Regions from separate parts of the Hordeum vulgare genome. Here region 2 is linked to region 1. A link is a contact called in public Hi-C data. All regions are on one chromosome and are shown on one strand. Each heading gives the region's core, a stretch centred on a gene start, on an enhancer-like site or on the middle of the called end of the contact. The rest is flanking DNA. Distances are from core to core; before and after follow the strand shown.

The links. Hi-C and Micro-C count contacts between places; a contact is called where the count stands out from the background.
Region 2: a contact with region 1 is called in a Hi-C map of leaf, with 2.7 times the contacts expected there. The contact joins the promoter of LOC123440198 here to the promoter of LOC123444334 in region 1. A contact is called at or near these places in 3 of 6 Hi-C or Micro-C datasets (leaf and seedling).

Annotation. Positions count from the first base shown.
Region 1 is chr3H:471,441,572-471,447,330 of MorexV3_pseudomolecules_assembly, reverse strand. It overlaps LOC123444334 (protein VTE6, chloroplastic), which reads right to left and starts at 2,454. Exons shown (of 5, transcript XM_045121020.1): 1 at 1,992-2,454; 2 at 476-729; 3 at 196-319. The coding sequence starts at 2,384.
Region 2 is chr3H:471,958,000-471,963,758 of MorexV3_pseudomolecules_assembly, reverse strand. It overlaps LOC123440198, which reads left to right and starts at 3,108. Exons shown (of 1, transcript XM_045116769.1): 1 at 3,108-3,698. The coding sequence starts at 3,185. The coding sequence ends at 3,499.

The DNA of each region.
Region 1 (5,759 bases), core at 1,205-3,704:
GTGTCATATGCCAGGAGCTCAGCATTGCAGGTCTTATGCTCCCAACGTTGCTCTAGTATGTGTTCTAGCCATTGACTATCAGATTATAAGAGCATGAGAAAGCAGGAATATAAACAACATGACACATGCAAGTCTGATTATAGTTAAATAACTGAAGAAGATGTCCATAGTACATAATTTTGAAATTTTGCTTACCTGCTCCAGAATATAACCAATCCCTGCAAGAAACATTGATGCTACAATTCCAGCAAGAGTGCCCTCAACACTGACTGCACCTTCTGTACCTCTTGGAACAACCTTAAATGTTGTCACTAGGTACCTACTCTACAAAAAGAACAAAACTGAGCTCTAAGTATGGTATTGAAACTTCAACAATTAGGAGTACAATTTACTAAGCTTGCACAGGCAAGCACCAAATAAACCATCAACTATCTAAAGGTCATGCAAATAGAGTGGTAAGTGACAGGGACCTTACGTTGTTCTTCCATATGCCTTCCCTATTTCACTGGAAACCGTATCACTGAGTTTAGTACAGAAACTAGCAACAAATCCAAGTGTCCAGAGTTCCCCTAATGCTCCACCACCCACATTATATACTGATAGGAGAGCACAGACACAACCAGCAGCACTAGAACCAATAACACTACCAGGCCCTCTCCTTCCTCCTTTTTTCTCGGCCACCCCGAAAGCTTCTTTTTGTTTTATCTTTAACTTGGTGACTGCTGTGCCCTGTGTATCAAAAGCAAAATGAATAACCAAGACTGAACACATACATTCATAAATTATGATGCCTTTATCAGGTAGTGCAATCAGCCTAAGGAAGGAGGGTCATGGAACTATGCCCTACAATCAACATAACGCATACATCCATAAATTTAGAATTGCTTGCTTTCTGAACAGGCAGTGGAAGTTGCACAGCAAACATTGCTCATCAATGAACAAAATAATCATACATTATGATTATTTTATGGCAATACATGTTTAAATAATTTCACAGGAAATACCAATCTCAATTCTCCTTTACCAAGGGCAAATCATAAACTGCAGAAAAGTGTATCTCTTATGGACAACCTCCACCTGATTTGAAGATTAAAACATGCAATGATCACTCATTCGTGATTCATCTGCAGTTTCAAAGGGCAGAACAAATAAAGGAAGTTTGGACGTTTTGGCAAATCCTTGATTTCCTAACTGGCAGGATTGCCAAATCAAGACTATCCCTATTTCATACATAAGCAGCATATGGAAAAGAACGACCCCCTTACTAGCCCGTTTCTCTCCCTATAGCAGGGGAGGTGAAACCTTCCTTTCCAGATTGCTGGCAGCAGGATGATCTACCTAACCTCGGTTAATGTCACAGCAACTGCACCTAAAATGGCATTCTAGCTTTCTAGGCACTCCGGATTGCGATTTGCCTAGGCTTTGAAAAGATTCTATCTCCACCACTGATCTATAGATTTCCATGGGTACGAATCTAGAGTAACTCAGATTTCCGGTCAATTCGTGTACAAACTTGAGCGAGACAGAAATACGAAACTATTTTGCCTGTAATCAATTCTATGAAGCTAGTTTATCTCTTAGTACAATTTTGAAAAACTTGGGTGTGGGAAATTGCTATTTTGCATCAACTGCTGAAAGACACTAGAAAACATTCTCCCAGCCCACAGCAGCCCTACCAAAATGACGGCGTGCGAAAGGGATCTGCAGAGGTGGCATTGGTCAACGACCAAAATTTTGGAAGGGCAATCCAAACAGCCCCGAAGATAACGCAATCGCTAAAATATTATTTCCTGGGCTGTGAGGAGAGAACATCGATGAAACATGCCCTCTTAAAAAATGAAGATCATCGGTCGATGGCAACCCCTGGATAGTTATTCTAAACCGTGACAAAAACGGCCGCATTGCTGAATTTTCAGATTTACCACAGCACCTCAGACATGCAATTCAGAAACCCTACGCCATGGATGCGCAGCAGCAACCGATCCACTCACCACGACGAAGTAGGCGGCGACAAGGAGGTAGCCCCGGGGCCCAAATGCGCGCCACGTGAGGGTGCCGAGGACGTAGGCGGCCGCGAAGCCGGAGGCGGAGAGGCCGGAGAGGAGCAGCGGCGAGCCCGCGACGAAGACGGTGAGGTTGGTCGCGGCAGCCGAGCTCCACGTGGGCGGAGACGCCTGGAAGGCGCCGGCGACCGCGTCCCGGAGGCTCGCCGCCGCCGCGGCAATGTCCGGGAGCGAGCGCGGAGGGGCGGGGGACAGGTGCCGCGAAACACCGGTCCGGCGAGGGGCCAGGGGCAGGGTCCTGGGCGCGACGAGGGAGGGCAGGAGGAAACGAGGCGGAGGGGAGAGGTGGGTGTGGAGCAGCGGCAGGAGACCGCACGCCATTTTCCGCCACCGTCTTGGATGCCTCTGCCTTCGGCTCTCTCAGTCTCAGCCGAGCGAGAGTGCGCGACTCCTCTGTCCCTTTCCTCTCTCCAGGAATACGCCTTCGCGCGTTGTTTTGTACAACCGGTAGACGTCTTCTGGTTGGGTTTACGGAATTTCCAGATGGTAGGTGCGTCGGGCTTGGTCGCCTTCCTGTATAAAAGACCTGCGCCCCCCTTCCTGCTCCAACCCAGGCCGCCGCCGCCATCGCAGATCGCGATCTGCGTCGCGTCCAGATACGTTTTGCTGGTGTTTTCTTCCGAGATCTCGCGCGCGTTTCTTGTTTCTTTCATCCTTCCCGGAGAGGATGTGCTTCTTCTTATTATTCTTCTTGCTGCCAAGTGATGTTTGGGTTATTGCGCAAGGGCTTTGAGCAATTCATGGCATGGTTTTGCCTGATGCGATGAGATCACAAGTTATTTACCATCCCTTCTGATGGCAGCACCTCCTTCATCTCTCTACCCTTTGCCGTTCCGAGTTTTATTTTTTGTTGCTCTGTTTCGGAATTTTTTTGCCCTCGTTTGCTTCACAAAATCTTCAGTTGCCAGGTGATGCTGGGGTTATTGCGCAAGGGCTTTGAGCAATTCGTTGGCGCTTTTGTGCTGATGCTGTGAGATAAAACTACATGAAGTCCCTCCTGATGGCAATTGGGTACTCAAGTCTTGGATAAACGAGATAGCTGCTTGTAGATATTTTGCACTGTTTTTCTATGTGCTACCTCTCTGTAGCATTAGACAGTGTTTTTCATGAAGCATTACACGGTGTTATTTTTATGTACTCGGGAGTTTCTTCTTTTTTAGAAATATAACTGGATCGATGATGTTAAACTCGAATTTTTGGCCAAAAGGACTACTAGCCAAGTGCTATTGCCACATGTGAAGTGCACTGAAAATTAAGTCAATCTGATGCTCAATCCACCTAATAGGTGATAATCCCGATGACAAGTCTTGTAGAAAGATGTTAGCGAACTCCTGGTGGAGGCAAAAAAAGAAGCACATCCTCGAATGAAAATAATACATTTTTACACACAAATGCATAGCAAACGATGTAGTAAAATTCAGATCGATAATATCAGATTTAGTAGCAAGTAAACGTCCATTCTTTAATTTCATTTTAGATGCAACACTAGATGATGGTTTACTAGGTTTGTCGTGTTGCTCAAATTCTTTTGTTTAGCTCCTGTTTTGCTTTACTAACTCTAGCAATGTCATCTTTCATAATATGTTTAGTAGACATAGGAAGTAAAGTTATATTGTTATCCTTATAAACAAGAGTATAATGATTTTTCCTACCATGTTGTGCAGAATTATTATCAAATTGCTATGGTCTACCAAGTAAAAAAGAGCATGTTTGCATGGATATCACATCACAATCAACATAATCAGAATATGTAACAATGTTAAAATGCACATGAACGGATATAATAAAGATGTGGTACGTTGGTGAGAGACAGTTTCTTCATCATCTCCATGCTAGCCAAGTTGTTGCAACTCCCTCTATCAATGATGATGCGAACAGAACATTCCTTCACAACTCTCTTTGTATGGAACAAACTATGCTGCTGATTTTTCTCAACATGTGTTACATGCACACTCAAAACACATTGAACAACTATACTTTCATACCTGTCGGCGTAGTTAGCGGCCATGTATCGTGTCTCCTGTTCAGTATCGTCGACACACTGTTCGTCACTTGCAAGAAGAACCAAAGTCTCCTCATCATAATCACTCACGGAGTCATATCCACCAAGCTCAGTAACAATCATAACACGCTTGTATGGGCAGTCTCTCGCATTGTGACCTTCACCCTTGCAGCGATGACATATAACCTCATGTGTTCGCCTTGTGGATGCAACGGATGAAGAAGAGTTTTGTGTAGGACTGAAAGGTGTGCTCTTGGTGGAAGGTGGGGCAGCTACCCGTTCCTGCTATCTCGGCTGGGGTTAGTGTCTAAAATAGGCGGTGACGCAGCAGTACGTGTGGAAGCAAATGAGGTTCGGGGCTTCCATGATGAAGTGCGACCTGTAGAAAAATTAGTTCTGGTCAATGCATGTCGATCATGCACTTCACGTTCAGCTTTGCAAGCAAGATGAAATAAATGAGTGATAGTGTTATACTCCTTATACTCTAAAATAGTTTGATTATCTCTATTTAATCCACCCATAAAATGTGCAAGCATAGCTTCTTTGTCCTCAACAATACCACATCTAATCATGTCAGTTTGTAATTCATGATAATATTCGCTCTACAAAAAAATTCCTTGTCTTAAATGCTGCAATTTTTGAAGTAATTCACGTTGAGTAATATGGTGGAACCCAACAAGTATGCATAGCAGTTTACAAAGCAGCCCAAGTAAGATATATATATCAGGAACATGTCTACCATCAAATGTAGGAATATTCAATTTAAGTTTAGGGAGATGATCATAATCCCGTACGTGAGGGGGTGATGCAGCCCTACCATTACGATTGTATTCATCTGGTCGACCTAGTGCTTGTGGTGGTGGTTGTCCCTGGTGCTGATTTGGAGCAACTTCTCCCTCGTCATCGTAATCACCATCTCATTTCTGCTCAACTAGAGTAGCTAGGGGTGGGCATATAAACCGATGACCGAAATACCGAACCGAAGTAACCGAGACCGAACCCGAAGGCACCCTGCTTACTACTTCTATCCGCACCCTGCTTACTACTTCTATCCATTCCCTTGGCCGACGATGATGCTCCACTTCCACGTTCCAGCCCAACCCTCTGCTCCTATCCTTTCCACCGATGACGGCAGTGCTACCGCTCGTGGCAATGGAAGATGATCGGTGAGGCGGCGACTATCTATTCCACCCGTCGCGAAGAGAAACGGCTCCCGCTGAAGCAGGATGCACAAATCCGAGCTGGAAATCTTGGTATGTGTCTATGTGATGGAGGAGAGAAGGGAGCGGGGAAGCGCACGAATCTGGGGATCTAAATTTCAAGTGCACGTGTAGATATGGATGAGGTGATGGAGGCGGCGAATGGATTACATCTTGTAATTAGCATGTACTTTTTCTGTAACTGATCTTTGCCGATGCCATATTGGTTGTATGCCTAGAACTTTGTTGCCTGCTCGGTTTTCTTTTTGCCACTTGTGTTCAAGACAGACTTTGTTCTGTTTTTTAGCCAAATCTGAAATCTGGATGTTCAGTTGTGTTTGAATTATCATTTTTATATCAGACTATGTGCTAAAATTTGCTCAATATTTTAGAATGGTATACGCTGATGTAGGTCTTGCGGATCATCGGTGTTGTTTGGTCATAACCGAGATCCGAACCGAAGTATTGCTAGACCGATCTGTCGGTTAGTATTTT
Region 2 (5,759 bases), core at 1,859-4,358, 520 kb before region 1:
TGCGTGTGCGGTCGGACTCAGAACGGAAAACGACGAGAACCGGCAACTAACAACGGATGCAAGTTTTGAAAACGGGCGGCAACGAAGACGTCGATGCAATGCAGATGATGTGAATGATGTGATGATGATGCGACAAAGGAAAATACCCACACGACGAAAACGGAAAGAAAGGGGAATCTTCTGGAACGTCGGCATCGAGCTGTCACAGTGGGAGTGCTGGAAACCCAATTCTATCGGATATGTTTTCCCTACTTTGGAGCTTTTAGTATGGTTATGTGGTGGAGTCGATCTGGAGAATAAAGTTTCCTCGAGCCTCCCATCTTAGTGATGTGGGTTGGGGTGGCTTCGATGGCTCATTGGCATAGATTACCAACAATCTCTCTCATCGGTGAAGTTAGGGTTTGTCGATGTAGTGATAACCGTGGCTTCCCTTTGTCCTTTTGTCCTCCGGCCTCCAGTGGCGGAGCCAGGAAAATCGAATGGGGAGGGGCGAACGTTGCTAAACATCCTTGGGGAGGGCCAGTCCACTAAAATACACTATTTTAACAGCAAAAACATCATTGTTTAGACTACTATTAGGCATAAATCAGTGACATTATGGGGGGCAGGGCCCCTGCTGGTCCCCCTGTCTCCGCTACTGCCAGCCTCCTCTTTGTCACTTTGGTGTGGCATCTGCTGCAACGCGATGCATGCGGTCTTTTTGGATGTTGCGATGGGTTTTTGAAAACGGGGCGATGTTGGGATAGTGGATCGGTTGATCTTTCGATGGTGACGGCTTCGACGGTTTCTTCTCTAGGACAAAGGTACGTTAGGACCATGGCCAAGTCAGCTTCAGTTCACAACCAACAACAATTGTCTAGCTCCGACAACAGAGAGGAAGTAGCAGCAACACGTAATTGTTGGAAATATGCCCTAGAGGCAATAATAAATTGGTTATTGTTATATTTCCGTGTTCATGACAATCATTTATTATCCATGCTAGAATTGTATTGATTGGAAACTCAAATACATGTGTGGATACATAGACATCACACTGTCCCTAGTGAGCCTCTAGTTGACTAGCTCGTTGATCAAAGATGGTCAAGGTTTCCTAGCCATAGGCAAGTGTTGTCACTTGATAACGAGATCACATCATTAGGAAAATGATGTGATGGACAAGACCCAAACTATAAACGTAGCATATGATTGTGTCAGTTTATTGCTACTGTTTTTCTGCATGTCAATGTATCTGTTCCTATGACCATGAGATCATGCAACTCCCGAACACTTGAGGAATACCTTGTGTGTATCAAACGTCACAACGTTACTGGGTGATTATAAAGGTGCTCTACAGGTATCTCCAAAGGTGTATGTTGGGTTGGCATGGATCAAGACTGGTATTTGTCACTCCGTGTGACGGGGAGGTATCTCGGGGCCCACTCGGAATACAACATCACAACAAGACTTGCAAGCAATGTGACTAAGGAGTTAGTTACGAGATCTTGTATTACGGAACAAGTAAAGAGACTTGTCGGTAACGAGATTGAACTAGGTATGGAGATACCGGCGTTCGAATCTCGGGCAAGTAACATACCGAAGGACAAAGGGAACAACATACGGGATTAACTGAATCCTTGACATAGAGGTTCAACCGATAGAGATCTTCGTAGAATATGTGGGAGCCAATATGGACATCCAGGTTCCACTATTGGTTATTGACCGGAGAGTGTCTCAGGTCATGTCGGCATAGTTCTCGAACCCACGGGGTCTGCACACTTAAGGTTCGGTGATGTTTCGGTATAGTTGAGTTATATGTGTTGGTGACCGAAGTTTTGTTCGGAGTCCCGGATGAGATCTCGGATATCACAAGGAGTTCCGGAATGGTCCGGAAACGAAGATTGATATATAGGAAGTTGGTATTTGGATTACGGAAGGTTTTCGGGCATTACCGACAGTGTACCGGGAGTGACGAATGGGTTCCGGGGGCCCACTGGGTGGGCCCACCATACCCCAAGGGGTCCACGTGAGTTTATTGGATGCGCAATAAGGCTTAATGGGCTGGCAAGTCATCCAAGGAAAACCCATGAGGAAAAAAGGACGAAAGTCTAAAAGAGGTGGGCAATTTAGGAAGGAGTCCTAATCCAAGTGGGATTGGAGGAGGACTCCTCCCTCCTCCACTTCGGGCCGAGCCAAGGAGGCTCTCCTTAAGCCTCAAGGCTAGCCCCTCCCTCCTATTATATATACTAGAGGGTTTAGGGCTTTTTGAGACACAACTTTCCCACGTGCAACTCTAGCCTATACCACAGAGTTTCACCTCTAGATCGGATTTCTGCGGTGCTTAGGCGAAGCCCTGCAAGAATAAATCACCACCACCACCGGAGCGCCGTTACTCTACCGGGGAACTTATCTACATCCCCGTCTCTCTTGCTGGATCAAGAAGGCAGAGATCGTCATCGAGCTGTACGTGTGTGGAACGCGGAGGTGTCGTCCGTTCGACACTTGATCGGGACGGATCGTGGGACGGTTCGTGGGACGGATCGTGAAGACGTACCACTACATCAGCCGCGTTTATTAACGCTTTCGCTTAGCGATCTACAAGGGTATGTGGATCCAAACTCCCTCTCATAGATGATCATCACCATGATAGGTCTTCGTGTGCGTAGAATTTTTTTTTGTTTCCCATTCAACGTTCCCCAACAGTCGTCGATATGTTTGAGGTGAAGAAGATGATCATCCTTAGGGACCTCAATGTATTTCCCTTATTTTAAAGGGTGTTTGTACTTTTGATTTTCAAAAGTCCTAAGTGTCCAGAAACAAAAAAAAGACGGTGAACTTGCTCTTTTTTTTGAGAAATCACAGGTTTTTGTTTTTTTTTAGGGGAGAATTTACAGCTTTTTCCTTTTTTGAGGAATGGGGAATTCGCAACTATTTTTTTAGGCTATTCACTTTTTTTTTAGGCAATTCACAGCTCGCTCTTTTTCTTTTTTGAGGGAAAATTCACAGCTAAATAAGTCATAGCCAAGCCAATCGTTGGGTACGCCGGCCCAAATGTTGGAAGCCTGGAGGAGAAAAGGCGTCAACTTCATTTTCCCGTCAAAGAGAGGAGAGGCCCACCGTCCGACTCGCGATCTGGAGTCCAAATATCTAGACTGCCGTCCGCCTGTCCGATACTCGACCGCTCCAGACCGTCTCTGTTTCTCACCTCATGGCCAGGGCCAGATCCGCGGCGCTGGTGCTGCTCGCGCTGCTCCTGGTCTGCTCGGGGGCTGCGCCGGTAGCCGCCGCTGCGGCGGGCAAAGGCAAGGGCAAGGCTGCTGCCGGGTCTGGGAGGGCAGAGGCGGGGTGCCGGGATCTGGCCACGCGCGGCAAGTGCTTGGCGATCGGCGGCGGAGGGAGGTGCCGGTGGTGCCGCAGCGAGGCGCTGGACGACATGTGCTTCGGCGCAGCGGAGGCGTGGCGGCTCCCGAAGCAGGTCTTCTCCTGCGACCAGCCCGCCGGCGCCGCGCACGCCAGGAGATAGCGCCGACGCCGCTGCTCTGCTCTGCTCCCGATGCCGTCCCCGGGATGGGAGGGAACATTGTATTCTATACTCGCTTGATGTGGGATTCAACGGGCGTTTGGTCTCGTGTGTTTTACTGTCGTGTTACTCATGTATACGTACTACTACTTGATTTGATTTTATCGAAACGGGGCTGATCGCGGCCGAATTTATCTGCTTCTATTGTTCTCGGGATCGCCCGCCTTCAATCTTCACTCGTTTCGACCGAATGTTTTGTCATCCATTTTCTTGCGTTGCGGTTTCTTTTTGCATTCAGAACCGTCGCAAGGGACATTTTCAGCGAATGTAACGATAAACGACTTGAAGAGCATCAATAAAACAACAGTAAAAACATCTCCAAGATGATGTAAAAAATTGATGCCAAGAGAGAAGTTTTTTGGGAACACATTTTTTTTGCCATAACAGATGATGTAAATATTGAGTAAATAGGTAATTTTTTTATTAAATTAATCAATGAGATAATCACTATCAAAGATTGACTAGATTAATGACATACTGATTACGAAGCATACTAGCATTTACTACACATATAGTAGAGACATCTATGGATATGGTTAGTACTGTTAAGACTAAAATAGACATGAACGGGATAAACGAGTTATACCCTTCGATCGGACAGTTGCCCGTAGCAGCAGCAGTGGCGGCGACAGTTACCTCGTCCGCCTTCTTGTCGGCTTCGGCCTTCTCGAGGGCGATGCGGTCGGCATCGTTGGTGAAGACATGACGATGACGAAGGCGACGAACAGAGGGGAGCAGTCGCGTAGTCGCTCCCCAAAAATCTAATCGCCCCTCTCCCGTACAGGATCCGAAGAGCAGGGATGATTCTAGGGGGGGCAAGGGGGGGCTAGACCCCCCCTAACAAATTGATTTTTCTACTATTATGGTGGTTATTGTAACCAAAAAAAACATTTCATATGAACTTTGCTCCCTTCATAAACAAACTTGCCCCCCCCCCCCTCCTATGTTTGCATGTTGGCTTCGTCCCTGTCGAAGAGGCGGGGTTTCGAAGAACTGCTCTCCCTCGACCGTGTACGCGGTGAATGGGACGGAGACGCTGACGGTAGCAGCAACAAAAGGAAGAGCGCGTGGAGCAGATGTGATCCGTTCGTGACGGCTAGGGTTGGGAGGAGCATCGGTACATATTCTTCGTTCCTGATCGGAAAAAATAAGCGCGTAGGTATGAGGTCGGCTCGGCTCAATCACGCAACCCGCGGCGTGGTGTGACGAGCCGTGGCGTGGAGGGCGACGAAGGAGGAGTGCGGGAGGCCATCTTCTCTTCTCATGCTCGAATAGCATGTGGAAGAGAGATCCTTACAAACAGGTCCAACTCCTTCTCCACTAGCGCTCGCAAGGTGGGACTAAACTTTTCACCACCCCTTATCATTCGAACACCTACATGCATCCTTAGAGATTTTTTTAAATTTTCTTATGGAAGCCCATCTCATATTTCAACGGTAAATTGGGGCCTAAAAAGTTGAAATTGAGAACCATACAAAACATGACGATCCAATGGCAGAGAGGAGCTTGACGAGGACGGAGTTAGTGATGACGGAATCTGATAGCAGGGAAGTTCACATAGAGGAGCTCGATGAGGACCGCCGCAGTAACAACGGAATTAGGGACGACGGCGGGACGGGGCGGAAGACACCGAGGGGTGGGATGGGGCAACCGCGTTGTGAGCTCGGTGGGTTGAAGGCGACGTGGCAGATATCATTGAGGGACGGCAAGATTCACGGTGGCCGATGGGGCGGCGGCGACGGCGGCTGGGCCAGAGCCGAGAGGCCGGGTGAGGCAGCGTGGTGGCGGTGAAAGTTCACACCTGCGGATGGGTTCCTACCACATCAAAAGAATTTTGGGCAGCCGCTAGTGGTGCTGCAAATATACATCACTTTAAGCTAAAATTTGAGACAATAAACAAAAAGTGCATAACCAAACAAATGGACAACAGTGACATATCCATAGCATGTTACGCTATAACATGACCGTTGGATCAAGAAAGGACGGCCCAGATCAAATATAGCAGCAACATAGCACTGTAGATTGCCCACTATTTACAGGATACTCTAGATGCGTGACTATCCATGGGTTTCTATAGCCGGAACCGTTCATTCTCTTTTTTTTCGGGGGTAAGGAAGTTTTTATTGCAATTTGATAGAGTTACAGTCGAGATCCCACAAATCCTCAATACATGATGGAACCGAGCCCAATCATATGGCGGTGG